Regions from separate parts of the Xenopus laevis genome. Here region 2 is linked to region 1. Evidence: chromatin contacts called from public Hi-C data. All regions are on one chromosome and are shown on one strand. Each heading gives the region's core, a stretch centred on a gene start, on an enhancer-like site or on the middle of the called end of the contact. The rest is flanking DNA. Distances are from core to core; before and after follow the strand shown.

What was found. Hi-C and Micro-C count contacts between places; a contact is called where the count stands out from the background.
Region 2: a contact with region 1 is called in a Hi-C map of animal cap, with 3 times the contacts expected there. The contact joins the enhancer-like site here to the promoter of lrrc74b.L in region 1. A contact is called at or near these places in 3 of 4 Hi-C or Micro-C datasets (the XL177 cell line, the XTC cell line and animal cap).

The regions. Positions count from the first base shown.
Region 1 is chr1L:162,978,939-162,983,189 of Xenopus_laevis_v10.1, reverse strand. lrrc74b.L (leucine-rich repeat-containing protein 74B) reads right to left here and starts at 2,128. Exons shown (of 13, transcript XM_018261397.2): 1 at 1,052-2,128. The coding sequence starts at 1,222.
Region 2 is chr1L:163,037,000-163,041,278 of Xenopus_laevis_v10.1, reverse strand. No RefSeq gene overlaps it. Among protein-coding and RNA genes, the nearest start is that of slc7a4.L, 12 kb to the right of the region's middle. Within about 2 kb of position 2,593, at least 3 of the 7 cell types and tissues checked have an H3K27ac peak or open chromatin away from gene starts, as enhancers often do. A contact at or near this core is called in animal cap, where this site is marked.

The DNA of each region.
Region 1 (4,251 bases), core at 879-3,378:
TCCTTTGCGAAAGATTCAGCAGAATACCGAACCGAATCCGAACCCTAATTTGCATATGCAAATTAGGGGTGGGAAGGGGAAAACATTTTTTACTTCCTTCTTTTGTGACAAAAAGTCACGCAATTTCCCTCCCCACCCCTAATTTGCATATGCAAATTAGGATTCGGATTCGGTTCGGCCAGGCAGAACGATTCGGCCAAATCCTGCAGAAAAAGGCAGAATCCTGGCCGAATTCCGAACCGAATCCTGGATGCATCCCTACTCGTAACTGAAATCTGGATTTAAGATGTTGATATTGTTTTTAAATGCATGAGGTCATTTATTACCCTGGGAAAATTGAAATGAACCCCTCTCTTAAATAAGAAACAAGAAGAAACAAAAAGTGCAAGAGACCCTGCAGTGCTATAAGTTGCCATTCATTTGTTGTACATGTGTTTACAATGAAAAAAATGCATGGACATATGTATAAATATCTCTCTAGCAATATATATTCATTAGATCCATGTACCACACTCAGTAGCAACATTTTCTTGATAGTCAAGAAAGTGTTAATGAATTGACACATTTATCAAATTAATTGCAACATGGAGCTCTAACACCCCTTCCAATCTTTAATCCTTGAACCACGTTCAAAGGTAAAAAGAGTTGGGGAGCAACACAAGCATGAAAAGAGTCCATGGGGATGCTAAATTAGGGATCGTTTTTATGCAACTAAAGCTTGCCTTCAAGCCAGGAATTCAAAAATAAGCACCTGCTTTGAGACTAACATCCAAGGGGTTGGTGAGTAACATGTTGCTCACGAGCCACTGGTTGGGGATCACTAGTATTATGAAATATTTTGGCTTTACTTACTACTTGGTAACTGTGATGCAGTAGAATATTGGACCAGAAATGTGCTACTGTGGATCTGACTGCTGAATAAAAGGTCCAACTCATGGAATGAAACTGTATTCATCGCTATAATTACACACACACACACTGCTCTCAGCTGCCCATGAGTGTTGCACAGCACTGCTCTTAAAGTAGATAAGAGAAGATTCAAGTGACTTACTTTATTCTCCACGCCTCCCCTGCTCAGGCGAGCCAGAGGTCTGCTAGGAGGCCTGCTAGGGATCCCACCTAGGCATGGCTGCATGTTCTCTTCCTCTTCTGCATCCTTGGCCTCTTCCACCGAAGGCAACATTGAGCCAATATCCTTGGTAAACCTCTTGCCCAGCAACATGTTAAAGTATCCGCAGTAAGATATTCTACGGTTTAGCAATCTTCATTGAATATATAAGATCTACAAATGCCAGCTCTATGTTTAAACTGTGGAAAGGCTAGGACAGCACTATAAAGAACTGAATCAAAGCAAAGCAAAACATTGAGTCTCTATACGGATTAGTTATGTGCATGCAACCGAGCCTGCTAAGCATGTTATGTGAATGGCATTGCAAGATGCCAGTGAACAGTCTCTTCTGATGTATTCAACCAATCATTTGGCAGATGGGCTGGGCAGCTAAGCAAGCGAGTTAGGTAAAATGCCTAGCTTGTTGTATGGTAGTCATAGAGATGATGTGTAAAGCTCAGCTTGTCATTCTTGTTTCAGTGATTCAGTAGCAAAACATTCCACTAACACTGCTGGGCAACCATTACTGTACAGCTATTAAACAGTGGCTGCTCTGGCTCATGTCTGTTATACTCGAAAACTATCACATGTAAATATGTAGCTGAAGGAATATTTGTAGGGTCTGAAAAGTGCCTTTTTTTCCATTACATTTCTCAATGTGTTCCCACTGCTAAAATGTCTCTTTTTTGAACTGCATGAAGCAACTAAAATACAGATATCAGGAAACCCAATTTCCAGAAAGTTCCAAATTACAGAAAAGAGAAGCCATCCCCAAAGAGTGCATTTAAAATTTTTAAAATGATTTTCTTTTTCACTGCCATAATTAAAAAGTGTTTTGTACTTGAGAGTAATGTATATATGCACAAATTGGTGGCAAAACAATCCTATTGGGTCCATAATGCAAATTCCATAAAAAAACCCTTTTGGGGAAAACCAAACGTCTCGAGCATTTTTGATAATAGATCACATACCTGTAATAAAAGTCTGTAAGAAATGAACAATGGTTTTCTTTATTTGCAGTTTGAACTGATGAATTATGTGTGTATATGTATAATGTTCAAAGGTTTGCTTTTTTTAATATACAGAAACTTTAACTTTATAAAAAGGGGTGGTTCAAGTTAACTTCTAGTATGTTATAGAATGGACAACTCTAAGAAACTTTTCAATTAGTCTTTATTATTTTATTATTTTATGTTTTTTCTATTATTTGCCTTTTTCATCAGACTTTTTTCAGCTTCCAAATGGGGGGTCACTGACCCCATTTAAGAAATTAATTCTCTGTAAGGCTACACATATAGGGGGTTATTTATTAAATTCCGAATACTAAAAACTCAACAAATTTGAATTCTTTTACAAAAAAATCCAAATTTTTAGTGGGAAAAAAACTAGAATTTTTCGAGATTTACTATACCCCAAGGCTGCAAAAAGTCAGAATCTGAAAATCCGCCATATCAAACCTGCTGAGGTTGCATATAAGTCACTGGGAGAGTTCCCTATTCTATTTGGAAGTTTCTATTTCAGGCAGAAATTACAAAAATTCTGGCTTTTCGGGAAAAATCCCAAAAAACTAGCGTTTTTGGGAAAAAAAAATAAAAAAAATCATATGATTCGGTTTTCACTCGGTTTCATTGAATTTTTCCCCAATCTGGATCATGCTTTTTTAATAATAAATAAGGTCAAATCATGGATTGGTTGGACTTTTTTATTTTAAAAAATCAGATGAATTCGGATTTTGATAAATAACCCCATAATGTTATTGCTGTCTTTTATTACTCATCTTTCTATTCAGGCCCTCTCCTATTCATATTCCAGTCTCTTATTCAAATCACTGCATTGTTACTAGGGTAATTTGACCACTAGCAACCAGATTGGTGAAATTGCAAGTTGGAGAGCTGCTGAATAAAAAGCTAAATAACTCAAAAAACACAAATAATAAAATTATTTAAACCAATTTTCTCACTCTCTACAGCATGCTAATGCAAGTTTAATTTAATGCCAAACAAACTCTTTAAAAATGCAGATGCAAAGATGGCGCTACAGTTATATTTTTGCCATCGTAGACATTTTATTTTGGTACAAGTCTTGCATTTATGGAACATACATGGTGCACCAGCAGCACTTATGAACAAAAGACAAGGCTAGTAAACCTTGATTGATGTTCAGCATGTTGAATACTTAATTATTTGTTAGTACAGGTATGGGACCTGTTATCCAGAATGCTCAGGGCTAGGGGTTTTCCAGATAATAGATCTTTCCATAATTTGGATCTTCATACCTTTAGTCTACTAGAAAATCATGTAAACATTAATTAACCCTGAACAAACTGGTTTTTCTTCCAAGAAGGATCAATTATATCTTAGTTGGGATCAAGTACAAGATACTGTTTTATTATTACAGTGAAAAATGGGTTTACGGATAATGGATCCCATATTTGTATATGTTCCTCCTAACTAATTTATTATGCGTTGTTTGTGTATACATATGTCTGTGAATAAATAAGTACTTTTTTGGCGTCTGCATATCCAAACCCATTATCCAAAAAGCTCCAAATGACATGGTTTATTCTGCATAAAGTTTATTTTAAGCACATTTTTTAGATGATTCCTCTTTTCTCTGTAATAACAAAAAGTAACTTTCAAAAAGCTGTATAACTCCATATTGGTCATCCAGCAATATTAAAGGGGTTGTTCACTTTATTTAACTTTTAATATGATGTAGAGAGTGATATTATGAGACAATTTGCACTTGGTTTTCATTTTTTTTATTTGTGTTTTTGTAATTATTTAGCTTTTTATTCAGTTTGTAATTTCAACAATCTGGTTGCTATGGTCCAAATTACCTTAGTAACCATGCACTGATTTGAATGAGTCTGGAATACGAATAAGGAGAGGCCTGAACAGAAAGATGAGTAATAAAAAGTAGCAATAACTACAAATTTGTAGCCTTACAGAGCTTTTGTTTTTAGATGGGGTCAGTGACCCTCGTTTGAAATCTAGAAAGAGTCAGAAGATTTTAAAGGCAAATAATTGAATTAAAAAAATTGAAAAGTTTCTTAGTCATCCTATAACATACTAAAAGTTGGCTGAAAGGTGAAACACCCCTTTAAAGCATGTTATGAAAACACCTGTGGTTCCCAGAATTTG
Region 2 (4,279 bases), core at 1,344-3,843, 58 kb before region 1:
TTATTGCTTTGCTAAAGCTATTAATAACTAGGGATGCACCTCCCCCCACTGATTTGCATATGCAAATTAGGGGTTGGTATTCGGTCGAATCTTTCACAAAGAATTCGCAGCAGAGCCAATGCTTTATTTGCCTTGGCCTTTTTTTTTTTGCTTCTGGTGACCTCCATTATATTCTTTAACTCGCTCACCTTATTGAACACAAGTACTAACTTAGAGTGACGATTAGATACTGGAAAATAAACCTATAGCTGAGTTCATCAGTGGGAAGCTTTGTGTATAAATGTATATAGGAGCATTAAAAATATGTACCTGGCTGCAGGTACAAAAATGTGTTTCACACTTGGATTTGCTGATGTTCAATCTGTAGTTAATTTATTAATTAATAATGACTCCTTAGAAGTCATGAACTGCAGAATATGTTTTTTTACTATACACAGACACAGGCAGTATCACCACTATGGGATTTTGCCAAACAAATGTCACAGTTTCATCTTTGAAGTATTAGTCCATTATGACAAATAGCCAAACTTTTGGTCCCCTTTGGGAATATTTTCAGGTTAAATGCAGGATATGCGTTTGCTTAATATAAATATAGTTGCAGTAGCAATAATAACAATAGGCCTTTAAAATGACAGAGCAAACATTAAAAACAACAGAAAGGTATTGTTGCTGGAAAGGAATGTGCAATACACAAATGCAACCACCAGGTGTCGGGATATGTTAACAATTCATACTACTTGTACATAACAGGGCAATACTTTGGATAGTATTTACTCTGGAATTTTGCCTTCTGTATATACCACATTATTTGATGCTTGTGTTACTCTGCTTTTATAGCTTTCCCCTGTGAGTGCATAAACTCAATTACTAGTCACAGGTTGTTGAACTTACACAGTTACCACATTTAAAAACACCAGGTTTAGGTGATGAGTATGTGTTTTGTATATTTAGTTTTGGATCTTTGCATTAATTTCTTGATACTGCTCATGACATTCGAGTCTTTTTTTTTGTTTTGGAGGCTTTTTGGGTATGTATTTCGTCTTTCCAAGTACTCATCTGTGGCCATGATTGACTAGTGGTGCAAAACTTATTTTAGTTGAAAGAAATGGGAATTTATACTATAAAACAATTTTATTTTGTGGAATTCAAAGCATCTAGCAGTGCAGGCTTCAGTAGCACACTAGGTGGCTTGTTCAGGAGTTACCTAGCTAGGGTGTTTGGCCTGAAACCAATTGTCAGGAACTCTTCTTTAGAGATAGGCAGGTTAAAAAAATGTTCGACCCTCACCAACCACCAACCATTAACCGACCAGGATCAATGCAATGATTTACATACTTGTAGGCAAGGGCGAATTTTATCGCCTTGTTTCGCAGGAAAAATGACGCCCATAGACCTGTATGGCGTCGTGCGTCAAAAAAAAACGGTGTCAGAAATTTTTTTTTGCCTGCCGGCGAATTTTTGCCTAAACATAAAGGGGGCTGACAACACACTGCTTTGGGAATCCATTGGACAAGCCTGTCCGATCCGAGTGTTTTGTGCAGACCCAAACCTCACTACTGTTGTATGTAAAAGATTGTATTCCTTTCAGTAGATCCTTCTCCTTTACCCTTAAAGGAACAGTAACATAAACAAACTAAAGTGTTTTAAAGTAATGAAAATATAATGTAGTGCTGCCCTACACTGGTAAAACTGGTCGGTTTGCTTCAGAAACACTACTATAGTTCATATAAACAAGCTGCTGTGTAGCAATGTCGCAAATTGAAAAAAGGCTATAAAGCACAGGTAAAATAGTGGATAACAGATAACATTATGTTCTACAGAGCTTTAGGCAAAGGATCCCCCCCCATCCCCTTAGAATTAAAGACACAGAGACATTTATGGTGGTAAAATCTGTGGAGGGCACAGCTTTATTTAACCATTTAGCAAAAAAGGACTAGGTACACCCTGACCCCAGCTACGGCTCAAACGTGGGCTCACTGCCCATACTATATAACCGGGGAGCAGCGATCATGGGGCAAAACGCCCTCCATAACCGAACTGTAGCCCATCCTCTACTCCCAACATTGTGCGCAAATGGTCCTAAACTGGCTTCTTGCATGACTGTGCAGTCAAAGTCTGATACACACCAGTGACTCAACAAGGGTAGGCCTGCACTGTGACCATCTTTTTGCTCATGGAGCCACACTGATGCCATCTCACATCAACAACCCAAGAGCTGCAGCTGTACCAGGTAAGTACTGTTGGCCAACACAGATAATGGTACCCCAGAGGAATGCAAAAACTCTAGTGCATTGAAGCCAATTAGCACTATGAGGAAAATTCCTTCCTGACCCCTTCATAGTGATTGGTCATGAAATACCCTGTAGCACCTTCATTTGGATCCTTCTTCACCTAGGGAGGGAGAGTGGGAAACAAAAAACAACAGTAAGTCTGTCTGCAAAACTACCAACCTTGCCTTAATAACCCAGCTCCAGCAACCAACCCCCTGGCTCTGCCCCCAGTCCCGCCCCTCTTTTTCCCACCACTGGGCAGCCACTCTATTGTTCTAGCCTGGGGGGCTGGGGGCAGCCAGGTACTATGACAGACCTGGGGGGAAGGGAGGGGGCCCTGCCTAATCTCATCTCAGCCCCAGACAGGCTTCATTCCCACATCTGCTGTGTAACCTGGGCCTTTTCTCTTTTGATTAGCAGAAAACATGTTAAAGGAGACGGAAAGCTACGGAGGCATTTTATTTCCAGTAGATTAGCTGCAACAGTGCAAGTTAGAATGCTATTTATTCTGTAGAATGTTTTACCACACCTGAGTAAAAAGCTCTAGAAGCTCTCTGTCTGTTTAGGAAAGCAGCTGCCATATTAGCTTGGTGTGACATCACTTCCTGCCTGAGTCTCTCCCTGCTGACTTTTAGCTGTGGGTTCAGATTATAGCAGAGAAGGGGGGGATAGGAGCAATCCGAGCATGCTTGAGCCCGTGCCCTGGAGGTTTAAGTTGAAAACAAGAAGTCTGATGCCAAAGCCCATGTGTGCACAATAGAAGGAAAGAAATGTGGTGTTTCTTTTGACAGAGGACTCAGAGCAGCACTACTTTGAAGGTTTACAGGTATATTTAGGTGGACCTTTCTGATAAGGCTTACTTAGTTTTAACCTTTCCTTCTCCTTTAAAGAATAAGTAAACTTTTTATGTTTAAATCATTTAAACAGCTCCCAATATACCTTTATCTTTGAGTCTGGTGTTTTTTCTAAGATAGAAGCTAAAACTTTTTAGTGTCAATGACTTGCAGAAAACCTGTGATGTCTTTCCTAAACACAGTTTTGTAGCAAAAAAAAAACATTGAGTGTTGCTTTGCATCATTGAGCTTTTGACTGGTAGGGTAATGCCATGCATGTTTTTGTTTGTTATGCTGTCAGTTCTCCAGGAGTCTCTTCAGTGCTACTGTAAGGCATATTGTGTTAAGGTACAAGAAAATCCCCCTGAACAATAGCTCTAACATTAGTAGGTCTAATGACCCTCTTCCAAATAGCTAGTATTTTTTATTTTTGCAGATGATCATCATTTTTGTGAAATATATTAAAAAAAAATCTGCTAATAGAATTAAGATGTCGCCAAAGTATTTTACACATGCATGCTCATGATGGACAGAAGTGACACTAGTACTCGAAATAAGCATGGTACAGCTGCAAGGCAAAGTGAGCACATTAGGAAACACCAGTAAGAATGTTTTTTTTTAATAGAGTCCTATCTGCTTTAGAAATATTAAAGGAATTCTGTCATGATTTTGATGGTTTACTTTTTATTTCTAAATTACATTGTTTACATTGCAAAATAATCCACTCTACTATTTAAAATTTTATTCTTGAACCAACAAATGTATTTTTTTTTAGCTGTGATATTGGTGTGGAGGCAGCCATCTCAGTGCATTGTGCCTGATTCTTTGAGCTTTGAGAAGGAGCCAGCACTTCAGGATGGAACTGCTTTGAAACAGCTATTGTTTCTCCCCTTCGCAATGTATTATACCACAACATGGGTTGTGCTTAGGGATGGGCCAATTTTTTTGCCTTGTTTCGCAGCAGAAATTATGTCCATAGACTTGTATGGCGTTGTGTGACAAAAAAAAAAAGACATGCATCAAAAAAAAAAAAATTGCCACGCGACAAAATTTTGGGCGTCTGCAAAATTTTGGTGAAACAAAACGGGTCAAATTCGCCCATCCCTGTGCTTCCTAGCCCCACCTAATGGCAGACATGAGAATAGCACCCAAGCAGGAATAAAACAGGGGCTTTCC